Regions from separate parts of the Mus musculus genome. Here region 1 is linked to region 2. A link is a contact called in public promoter capture Hi-C data. All regions are on one chromosome and are shown on one strand. Each heading gives the region's core, a stretch centred on a gene start, on an enhancer-like site or on the middle of the called end of the contact. The rest is flanking DNA. Distances are from core to core; before and after follow the strand shown. Region 1 overlaps Mapk8ip3 (mitogen-activated protein kinase 8 interacting protein 3). Region 2 holds the start of Clcn7 (chloride channel, voltage-sensitive 7).

Region 1 (4,842 bases), core at 1,975-4,474, 230 kb before region 2:
GGGGGCACCAGTGGGCAAGTACCCAGCACTTACCTCGGAGCCCTAGGAGCTGGCCTCGATGCAGGACCACAGCTGAATAAGAAAAAAAGGAAGGGTGAGCTTGCCCAGACAGGCGGCTCCCCAGTACACTTACTCGGGGAGTCTAGCACAGCTGCTGCTTTCTTGAGAGGTGCCATCTAGGGTTGGAAACTTACTCTCAGTCAAGGGGATGGAGATGACAACCCCATTGCCAGTGCCCACCCACAGACGGTTGCCTGCAATGAGTAAGGCTGTGATGCGCACGAAGGAGAAGCCCAGCTTGCCGGTTCCTGAGTGGGACAGGAAGAGGGTCAGTGCAGTCAGTAATGGGTGCTTTTGCTTGGCACATCCCCTAACATTACATCTTTATTTAATTTATATTGAGATAAGCTCTCATATAGCCAAGGATTGACTCAAACCCTTTATGGAGCTAAAGATGAGCCTCCTGCTTCCACCTCCCAAGTGCTGAGAGCACAGGCATGTGGCTCCATGCCCAACTCACCTAGCATCTTGCTAACATAGGGCTCAATGTCCACATCCTGCAGGTGCTGGTGGGTGTGAGCATGGTAGAGCCGAAGGGTAGAATCCAAGCGAATAGAGACCCACACTCCATCACCGATCCAGGCCAGCTGACGTACCTGGCTTTCCCGCCTTGGGTGGGCATCAAATGATTTCTGTGAGGTAAGGGCAGCCAGTCAACGGATGGGTAATGAAAAAGTAAGGGACATGTGCTTGCTGTGATTTGATGCAGGTTTCACCTTAATGACACACAGCCTGTCCCAATCTCTAATCTAGCAAAAGCCCCACCCTACTCTGGAGGTTATTGGCTAGCACTTGCCTCAATCTGCATTGTCTTGGGCTGGATAACATGCACCTTGTTCTTGTAGCCACACCAAACTCGGTCATTCACAACAGCCATGCAGCGGATGGAGTGGTGTGGGTGGCCCAGGTCCATTAGGTGGTAGTTGCTCAGGTCCCACTGGCCATCTAGAAAGAGTCCAGGACACCTGTTCAGGTCTGGCTAGGATCTATCTCTGTTCACAGGGTTGGTGTGGAGGACCCATTGCTAGGCTCAGGATGGACCCAAGAGCCCCTAGACCTGTCTCTGCAAGGGCCACTAGGTCTTACCCTCTCCACGATGGAAGATAGCCAGGGTCCCATCTGCAAGAGCTACCAGCACTCGGCCTTTGACATGCCTGGAATGGTTAAGTCAGTGAGGCAGGATGGGGTTGCTGGGCCCTTGGGTCCCTAACCCCACCCCTCAGTGGGAAACACATACACCAGGCTCAGCACAGAGTCTTTTAGCTTGATGGAGTGCAGACACTTCTTCCAGTTGGCTACCGCTGAATGCACATAGAGCCTGCAAGAGGGCAGGTGGGCTGAGCTTACATGGTTCAGTGAGCCCTCCCAGCACATCCCATGTCTTGTGTCTTTGGCTTTACCTACCAGCCATTCTGGGCTCCTAGCCACATAGTGGGTGCAGCGCTACTGGTTGTTGTTGAGAGTTCCCCACTGGGCTCCACCTGAGGCTGTACAATGGTGCCATTGGACTCTGACCCATTCTCACTGCAAGAAGAATGGTAGCTGTAGCTGCAGAGTAAGTCCTGGAAGCATATGCTGATCCCTGTTCACCTCGCCATCCTTCTCTTCACTCAACTGACCCAACCTAGGAGAGCCTACCTGGCAGGCTGGGTGCTGGAGGATGGGGTGGGTGCTGGGTCAGTAAAGACATGCTCTGTGAGAGGCCCGGGCCGGACTGTCGTTGCTTCTGACTCGCTGGGACCAGGGTCTGGCACCTCCGTGGCTTCTGTGGCTTCTTCTGTGGATTGGGACGGGTTGACCTTCCCATTGGCAGTGGTCGCCACATCCCCTGTGGAGAGAGGGGTAAGCCTGGTAAGTGGAGGAAGAGGAGTGTGGAGTAGGGAGATGATGATCCAGGACTCACCCTGCCCCTTGTCCAGTACTGGGGTGTCTCCTCGTGAGGAACAGTTGCTACGTGGAACATTGCAGCGGGTAGCACACCCCACCAGGGTGATGCCAGCCAGCACACCATCAGCACCTGAATCTTCAGGGTTCACATCACTGTCTAGGAACATCTCCCCAGGGGGATAGTCACTGTCACTGGCCGCTGCGGGAAAAATTTCCAGTCCATCAGTCCAACACCACAAAGCTCCATCTCAGTGAAGGCAGGGAGGTCACACGCAACCATGCCTGCGACGCTCAGGCCTAGGGTCAAGCTTATAGGCCAAAACGAAGCTAAGAAGTAATGCTCTGCTCTATCACACGAAAGGTCCTGAAGAGCTCCAAGGAGTAGAGGCCACCCAGCAAATAGGCTTCAAAGCAGAGACATGTAGGGCTCTTAGCGCTACCCTGGGGCTGGGCTAAAAGGTCATGAGGCTGCTGCTGAGGGGTGAAGCCAGGGCCTTTGCCTGTACCCTGAAGAGCTTCCTCCTGGACTTGCATTCCTAGCAGGTCTCCAATCCCTACTTATTGCACATGTCAGTCCTACCTGGCTGAAAAGGAAGAGCTACCCGCCTCGAGCACCAGCTTTGCAGGGCAGTCCACAAGCAGCAGTGCCTGCTGTTGGACAGCACCTGGCAGTGGGAGCCCCGGCTCACCAGGAATGCTGGAGATACACAGGACGTGGGCATTGCAGACTGTGAACTGATCCACAATTGTGCCTGGCTGGTTGGCATCAATGATCACCACCTTGCTGGTTGTCAGGGTGCTGGTGAGGATCCATACCCGACTGGAGGTAGCATCTGCCTCAGGGGTTTCCTTTGCCTGTTTCAGAGCATATCAGGGGGAAATCAAAGCCAGTGCCTGAACTTGGTATTGACATGAATCAGGGAGTCTCAGAACTTCCTAAGATCTAGCTTTGAATATGGCATCAATGGATAGTTATCCTCCCCTATAGCCCGCAGATCCATATCATGATAGTTCATTTCTAAGAGGAAACCACAAACTTGGAGAGGCAACTCTCATGGCCTGTAAATCAAGCTGTGACCGTGCTCTGGGATTCATTGCAAATCACTGGGCCTCTCCTATGAGCAGTCCTCCTGCTCCCTAATTTACTACATGATAAAAGGTATGCCTGGTTCTCCCAAGCCCTCTGTTACCAAGGGCAGTAGACAGTCCCATCGCTCCACAGGCCAGGAGGAAACCTGGACTATAGAGAGGCAGCAGTGGTATCTTAGATGCTGCAGCACCTGCTCCTGTCTCAGACTGATAGGGGAAAAGAGATGCACTGTCACCAGGGTGTGGTCACTTAACTGCAGAACCTGCAGGAAACTATCTAGAGACTTTATGTAGGATAAAACCACATTCTTGATCAACATACTGACCTTCTTCTTCTCAGGTGATGGGTGTGTGCTCTTGGGTTCGCCTTCTCCTTCCCGGTCACAGGTCAGAGGGTCTCGACCTGGTACAGGCTTGGGTCCATTGCTAGAGTCCTCTTCATGTGGCTTCCACCCACTCAGGTTGACACCAGCAGCACACCACAGCTGCGGGGACAAGGCTGTGAGGTCTCAGTGCATCAGCTTCTCTGGGGCCTCCCAGGGGCTACAGTAAAGACTACCCTTTGTCCAGGGTTTCCTTGGAGGCCTCTGATCAGGGTCCTTGGTGCTCACCTTTGTCGAAGGGTCCTTCTCCACCAGAGGGCGGCAGTACACAGGGACAGGCACATTTTTCATCCGGGTGTCTTCCTGGCCTCCATTGGGGCTCAGCTGCAACAGAGTGGGAAGTTCTGTGGTATGAGGCCAAGGAAGACACTTTAGCCTTCAGAAATCTCAATTAGTTGCCTGCGGGCTTCTGGTACACAGTGCACTGGGTCTGGCTCTGCTGGCCCTCTGTGCTGGTTAGTTTTTGCCAACCTGACATAAGCTAGAACCCCCTGGGAAGAGGGAATGTCAACTGAGGAACTGCCTCCATCAGACTGGTCCATAGGCATGTGTGTGGGAGGTGATCTTGGGATGTGTAAGAAAGCAAGTTGCATATGCAATGAAAAACAAGCCAGTAAATACTATTCCTCAGTGATTTCTGCTTCAGTTTCCCTTGATGGTGGAAGTTAAGTCAAATAATCCCATTCTTCACCCAGGCTGGTCTGCTCAGGGTTTTATCAGAGCAACAGAAAGCAAACTAGAAAACCCTCAGAGTCACAGATCCACCAACACCAGCTAGGAAATGGGTGCCTCCTGGCTCTGCACTACCACTGTGTCCTTCTCACATCCTCTCCATACCCAGAAACCACCCCCTGTCTCAAGTACCTGCTTGTACTTGGCAGGCAGGCTCCACCCACAGGCCTGCAGCCTCCCGTCATCATTGCGCACGTGTTCACGAACCTGGCGGTACTGCTCCCGCTTCTGCTCCCGCCGGGCAGAAGAGGTGCAGTCACTGGGTGAAAAAATGACAGGTTACATCTGTTCAAGGTGAGCTGTCGGGGTGAGGCTGGAGCACCCAGACTCTCACTGGTCTTCCTCAGAGCCTGCCTGATTCTACCCTTGCCTTTTCTGGGACAGGGGTAGTATTTGACAGAAGGTGGCTTTTCCCAATTATGTCTGGGGTGTGATCCTGTGCTTAAGAGGTCATTTCCAGCTGTTCTGGGGCCTGCTCTGTTGCTGGTCAGCAACTGTGTAACCTAGGTGAGTTTACCAGTAGTTTCTCACAAAAGTGGCCCCAAGAAGCTTAACTAAGTGTTTGGGGCAGTGCTCAGACGTTAAGGTCAGACACAGGAGGGAAGAGTATGATGGGACCCAGCACAGTCTTCAAAGTCTAAGAGAATGGTTTCTTGGAACTGCAGTCCCTGCTAAAAGTCATTCAGACAGA
Region 2 (5,382 bases), core at 435-2,934:
TCACATTATATACCTATTTCCTTCATTAAGTGGACACTTTCTTCCTTGCTTCCTTCTACCATCCTCTGTAATGCAACTGCCATGACACTGCTCAGAAGTAAACTTTGTAACATCGTTCTTTCTCTGTAGAGTGCCACCCATGATTACAGTCACTCTCGGGTCCCTGAAGTTGTAGTATCAAATCCCAATCCTTGCCCCTACATAATTCAGGATACATCTAAGAACAACTTTGTTGATGTAACACCGATACTAAGGCAAACTTAATCTTCCTAAAATACTATTGCCTAAAGCAACCTGCGGCTAGTTAATGCCACGCCCATGTGCTGTCCTAGTCTCCTCCTCGGAGGAACCCCAGTCTTTCCTAATTTGGCACTTCAGGGTGCCACGGTCCACCCAAGTCGGTTATGGGGGTCTCTGGAATGAGGGTCCTCAAAGCTAGGTGGGTAAGGATTCGGTGGTGACAAACAGAAACAAACACAGAGGCAGTTTGAATCTGAGTGCATTTTGCAGCTCTCAAGCAGGGGATTTTATACATTAAAAAACCAAACATTACATCTCTTAGAAACTATATCCAGTGAAACAATCACAAATACCAACAAAAATCATTTGGCACAGTAAAGCACAAAAATCATCCAAGCATTACAACTCTGAAACTATGCATTCAGTGAATCACAAACAGTACAGGTAACATCATTATTAATATAAATCATCAAAATATAACAATTCTAAAAGGATGTATTCAGTGGGGGCTGTTGTCCAAGTCTAGTGGCTTATTTCTAGGAGCAGGTTAATAAATCTTTAATGGTCAGTGCTCTTAACCACTGAACTAACTCTCTAGCCCCATGGTCAATTACTATTTAACATCTAGTATCTGGGTTTTTTCTTTTTCTTTTTTAACAAATCTTCAATATGTAAATTCAAACTATTTTAATTCTTTCTAATTAAGGCTTTCTTTACCATACACCAAAATCCACCTCCGATGACACACGTGCAGCCATATGAAATTTTATTGTTGGGAAAGTTTTTATCTATCGTAATAGTTTTGTAAATGATTTAGAAAGTAAGGCATTGTTTTCCCGGGGGATAAGGTCATGTTAGTGGCCCCCATCTCTAGGGTTGGTTTCTTACCCATTATTCTTGCTTAAGATCTTGGCCTAGGCTACCAGGAACATGTAAATAAGAAAAGGAATAAGAGAAAACAAAACATTGCCATAAGAACTACCACTCAATATTTTTTTCTCCGGCGAAGAGTTCCACACCGGTTCCAGGAGGCCTACCCCTTTTGAGGTCAATAGCCTCAGTTTGTGGAACTTGTCATACAGATCCTACTGGAAGTGGTGTGGCATCAGGGTCTCAATCCCTTTCCCGGAATTGCAGCAGTTTGGCTGCCCTTTGAGCACAGGAAACACATGAAGCCAACTTAGTTGAGAGGGACGATTCCAGAACTTTTACAGGTAGTTTATTTTTTTTTTTTCCATATCATCTCTTGGAGGACTAGGCGTGCATCTCGGGCTGGTTCTTCTCTGGAGTTTGGGTCACTGCCTTCAGTGAAGACACTAATTGCTAGGGATTTTGAGTTCTAGGTTTCTACCCTGGGCTGCAACGACCAGTGAACCACAATTCCCAGGAGACTCCGCGCTCCCGGATCTTGCCGGCCTCCGTCGTCAGTCACGTGGGCACCGATGATAGATCACGTGAGACCTGGGCGCGGGTCACGGGAATGCTGCCGGTCTGCCGGCTGTTCTTGTTGAGTTTGGTCCTCAGTGGGCCATGGCCAACGTCTCTAAGAAAGTGTCTTGGTCCGGCCGAGATCGCGATGATGAGGAGGGGGCGCCACTGCTTCGAAGGACAGGGCAGCCTGACGAGGAGACGCCGCTGCTGAACGGAGCTGGGCCGGGCGCGCGCCAGGTGAGGCCCGCGGGCCGGAGATGCAGCCGCCGGGATCGCTGCGCCGGTCCTCAGTGTGCTGGCGGGGCCCAGAGGGAGGCCACGGTGCTCTCCTCTGTTATTTTTTTGAATCCTGGAAGACTTTTATTTTTGATAGCCTCGCACTCATAAACCTCTTCTTTCTTTCTCTTTGAACCCCTTCTTCCCATCTCGTTCCTCAGTGGCTACACCATCAGAGAAAATGATACCCTCTCCTCCAGGAACCGTTGTCGCTGACTTTTCAGCAAGAGATCCCAAGACTTTAACGTTGCTTTTGTTTTTTAATTTTACTTTTCGTGGTGAGGGTCAAGCCAGGGTTTACACATACAAGGCAATCATAACGACCTCAGCTCTGCACCCATAGCCCTTGACGTTTCAAGATAAGGTCTCACAGTGAGACCACCAATGAATTCATAATCCTGTCTCATTTTCCCAAGAACTTGGAAGGCCTGGACTACACGCTTGGTAGTTTTCAATTTAAATGGCAGAATTGTGCTTTCGGTGAAAGTGCCTGTCTCCTTTCTCACAGGAGTAATTCCAGACGTTTGGGACACAATTGCAGTGTCAAGCATCCCCACTCATTTTCTCTTACTACCTAGTTGAACTTGGAATGTGCAGCCAGACATGATAAGCAACAAGTCAGAGGCCAGAGTGTGCTCAGCACTGCGAACAGTTTGTGCCTTCAAATGCCTAGCGTTTAAGACCGGGACAGGCTTGTTTACTTGTGTGCTTTTGCTTCTTTTGCCTGTGTGCATCGTGTTAATTTTGAGTCAGTTACTTATATCAATTCCTTGATGTTAGTCTGTTTTATAACTGTCCTTTACCCTTCCTCCTCCTGATGTTAGAGGTGTCTTAACAAACACTCCTGCTGTTTTAAAGGCTAAGAAGAGCACAAGATAGGGCTACCGCATCAAAACTTACATTTAGGCTTTCTTTGCTAGACCCTTGAAGGTGCAGTGGACAGTGAAAGTCAAAGTCAGCTCCTTGTTGCTGGGAAGCAGCTCAGGCCCTTTTGAAGGACGTGTGCTTGTGACTCCGGTCTGCAGTAGTGATCAGAAATAAGTAAGGTGGTAGAGCTGTGTCTGCCTCCCTAGGGTGTTTCTGGGTGGTGTGATTTGTTATCCCTGTTGTAAAGAAAGTAACCTTTGGGGAAGGGGGCTATTGCTGCTCTTGGAGAAGACTCAAGTTCAGGTCCTAGCACCCAGGTCCAGTGGCTCAACCACTTATAACTGTAGTTTCAGGTGATCTGACCACCTTTTCCTCTCCTGGCCTCCACTAGAGAGGCCTCCACCACACACACACACACACACACACACACACACACACACACACACACGTGTCTCTCTCCAAAAAGAAAGTAACTTTATGTTGGCAACTGGTTTTTAAGAGAGGGAAGAATTTGGAAACTGACAGAGTTGAGTTTGGGCTGAATACATGTGGGTTGTTTTGTTTTTATTTATTTTTGCTTTTCTTTGCAAATAGACAGAGTAAAGAAAGAGTTGATCTTTCCCCCTAAATACCACTATAGCTTTTTTTTTTTTTTTTTTTTTTTTAGACAGGGTTTCTCTGTGTAGCTCAGGCTGTCCTGGAAGCTCAGGCTGTCCTGGAACTCACTCTGTAGACCAGGCTGGCCTCGAACTCAGAAATTCACCTACCTCTGCCTCCCAAGTGCTGGGATTAAAGGTGTGCGCCACCACGCCCGGCTACCACTATAGCTTTTAAATCTGCAGATAATACAATTGATTGGTTGCTGTTAAACAACTTAAAAAATAATTGAGCACCTGCCCCATTGTGGGTTCCCAGGTCTGTGTGCAGGTCACTGAGGTGCATAGGACAGCTTTCTTCCCTCTGGGAACAGGCCCCAACACCTTTCTGGGTCTGTGTGACGAGCCCTGTAGGAATATGTGCAATGAGCACTTTTGTGCCAAGTCCTTAGACAAGAAGAGCAACAGAACAGAGAGAATATATGTGTGGGATGTGGTCCGGGGGGTAGGAGCCTTTTTCAGGCACAAGAGTTGACTTGGGTGTGACTAGGCCTAGGAGAGGCTTGCAAGAAACTGGGGACTCCAGTGCTAAGGAATCCTTATCTGCTTAGGCAGGTCGAATAGGCACTGGCTACAGCTTGGGAACCCTCTGTGCTGAGCTGAGCACTGGACCAGCCAGAATTTCCGGCAGGATCTGAGGCCAGCTGGTGCCAGTTTTCTCATCTGTAAAAAGTTAATGAATGTATAATACTGAGCAAGCCTGTTAGAAAACAGGTTCTCAGTAGATGCTAGTCATTAACGACGGGTCTGGAGACAGAGTGCTTGCCTAGCATCAGTGAAACCCTGGGCTCAGCCTCCAACACCACATAAAGCTGCGTGTGGTGGCACATACCTATGACCGGGCATGCCAGTGCTGAGAACGGGAATCAGAAGTCGAAAGTGATTTTTGAGGCCAGGCTGAACTAGATGAGACCCTGTCTCAAAACAAACAAATCAAAAACCCTACCCAACTAAAAGAACTTTGTCTTTGCGCTTGACATTTGGCTATGTCCGCTCTTCGGCTGAATGTCTTGTTGGCGTTTCTTTTCCCAGGGACGGTCCGGACAGGACAGTAGGCTCCTAGGTAAGCGTGGGTTGCCCTGGTGCTGCAGTAGGAGTCTTCATGAGCTAGTCTGCAGTCAGGACCCTTTGGAAATAGAAAGGGGAGCACAGTGGGGTGGCCCTGGGTACTGAACATGCGCTCATTATCCTGGCTACCTCCTGAGCCTCTGGGGTTTGTTGCAGCACCTCCAGGGTTGGGTGGAGGCAGTGTTGCCACCCAGCCAGGCAGAAGCTGGCCAAGCAATGTGGTAGCTGCTGAAGGCTGGCCAGGCTGGGCCCTGTTTAAAGCTCAGGCCCTGTGGCACTACCTTTTCTTAGATGTGGGGTGATAGTGGAACAGGGAGAAAGTGAGGTCAGCCTGCAAGTCATGGTCATGTGCGTGGGCAACAGGAAGTAGAGTTTTCTGGGAGGCTGTTTGATCCTAGAGCAAATGGTGGAGAGGTGGCAGTGTGTGTTTGCAGTCTTTAAATGCAGGGCATTCTTACAGGCCCATTATGGGAATCGCCACCAGAGACACCTCCTCCCTCAGCAGAGGAGGGACCTCAGGTGAGTGTGGGACTGTGTCCTATCCTGATAACTTACACCACAGACCATAGCCTGAGGGTGCTGTTGGGGAAGACAGGAGCCCTATGGCCGTTGGAGATCTTCAGGGAAGGGTCCTCTGTCCCAGTGGCTCTTAGGCCCTGCTGTCTTCTGGTGAGAGCTGTTCGCTCTCAGTCTTAGGAATTTCTCTTCCTCTCTCAGCTCATAAGCAAGCCTCAGCCCAACAGGGTGGAGGCAGCTGAAGGGCAGGGTCCTGGCAGCCTCCAGGCAGCCGTACAGGACCATATCCGCCCACAGGCCTATTCCTATGGCCTACTCCTCCCTGTTC

What was found. Promoter capture Hi-C pulls out the DNA fragments that hold promoters and counts their contacts.
Region 1: a promoter capture Hi-C map of erythroid cells shows a contact between it and region 2, with 5 times the contacts expected there. The contact joins the enhancer-like site here to the promoter of Clcn7 in region 2. A contact is called at or near these places in 2 of 39 promoter capture datasets (embryonic stem cells and erythroid cells), 1 of 484 Hi-C or Micro-C datasets (embryonic stem cells), 4 of 115 datasets of contacts at active chromatin or transcription factors (differentiating embryonic stem cells and embryonic stem cells) and 2 of 9 other capture datasets (adipose tissue and liver).

What each region holds. Positions count from the first base shown.
Region 1 is chr17:24,899,642-24,904,483 of GRCm38.p6, forward strand. Mapk8ip3 (mitogen-activated protein kinase 8 interacting protein 3) reads right to left here. Exons shown (of 33, transcript NM_001163449.1): 18 at 4,284-4,410; 19 at 3,648-3,743; 20 at 3,363-3,521; 21 at 2,637-2,802; 22 at 1,964-2,146; 23 at 1,699-1,888; 24 at 1,465-1,584; 25 at 1,298-1,378; 26 at 1,147-1,214; 27 at 857-1,005; 28 at 521-692; 29 at 195-308; 30 at 34-72. Among named protein-coding and RNA genes, the nearest start is that of Nme3, 5.6 kb to the left of the region's middle. Within about 2 kb of position 3,225, at least 16 of the 459 cell types and tissues checked have an H3K27ac peak or open chromatin away from gene starts, as enhancers often do. A contact at or near this core is called in erythroid cells, where this site is marked.
Region 2 is chr17:25,131,707-25,137,088 of GRCm38.p6, forward strand. Clcn7 (chloride channel, voltage-sensitive 7) reads left to right here and starts at 1,685. Exons shown (of 25, transcript NM_011930.4): 1 at 1,685-1,908. The coding sequence starts at 1,771.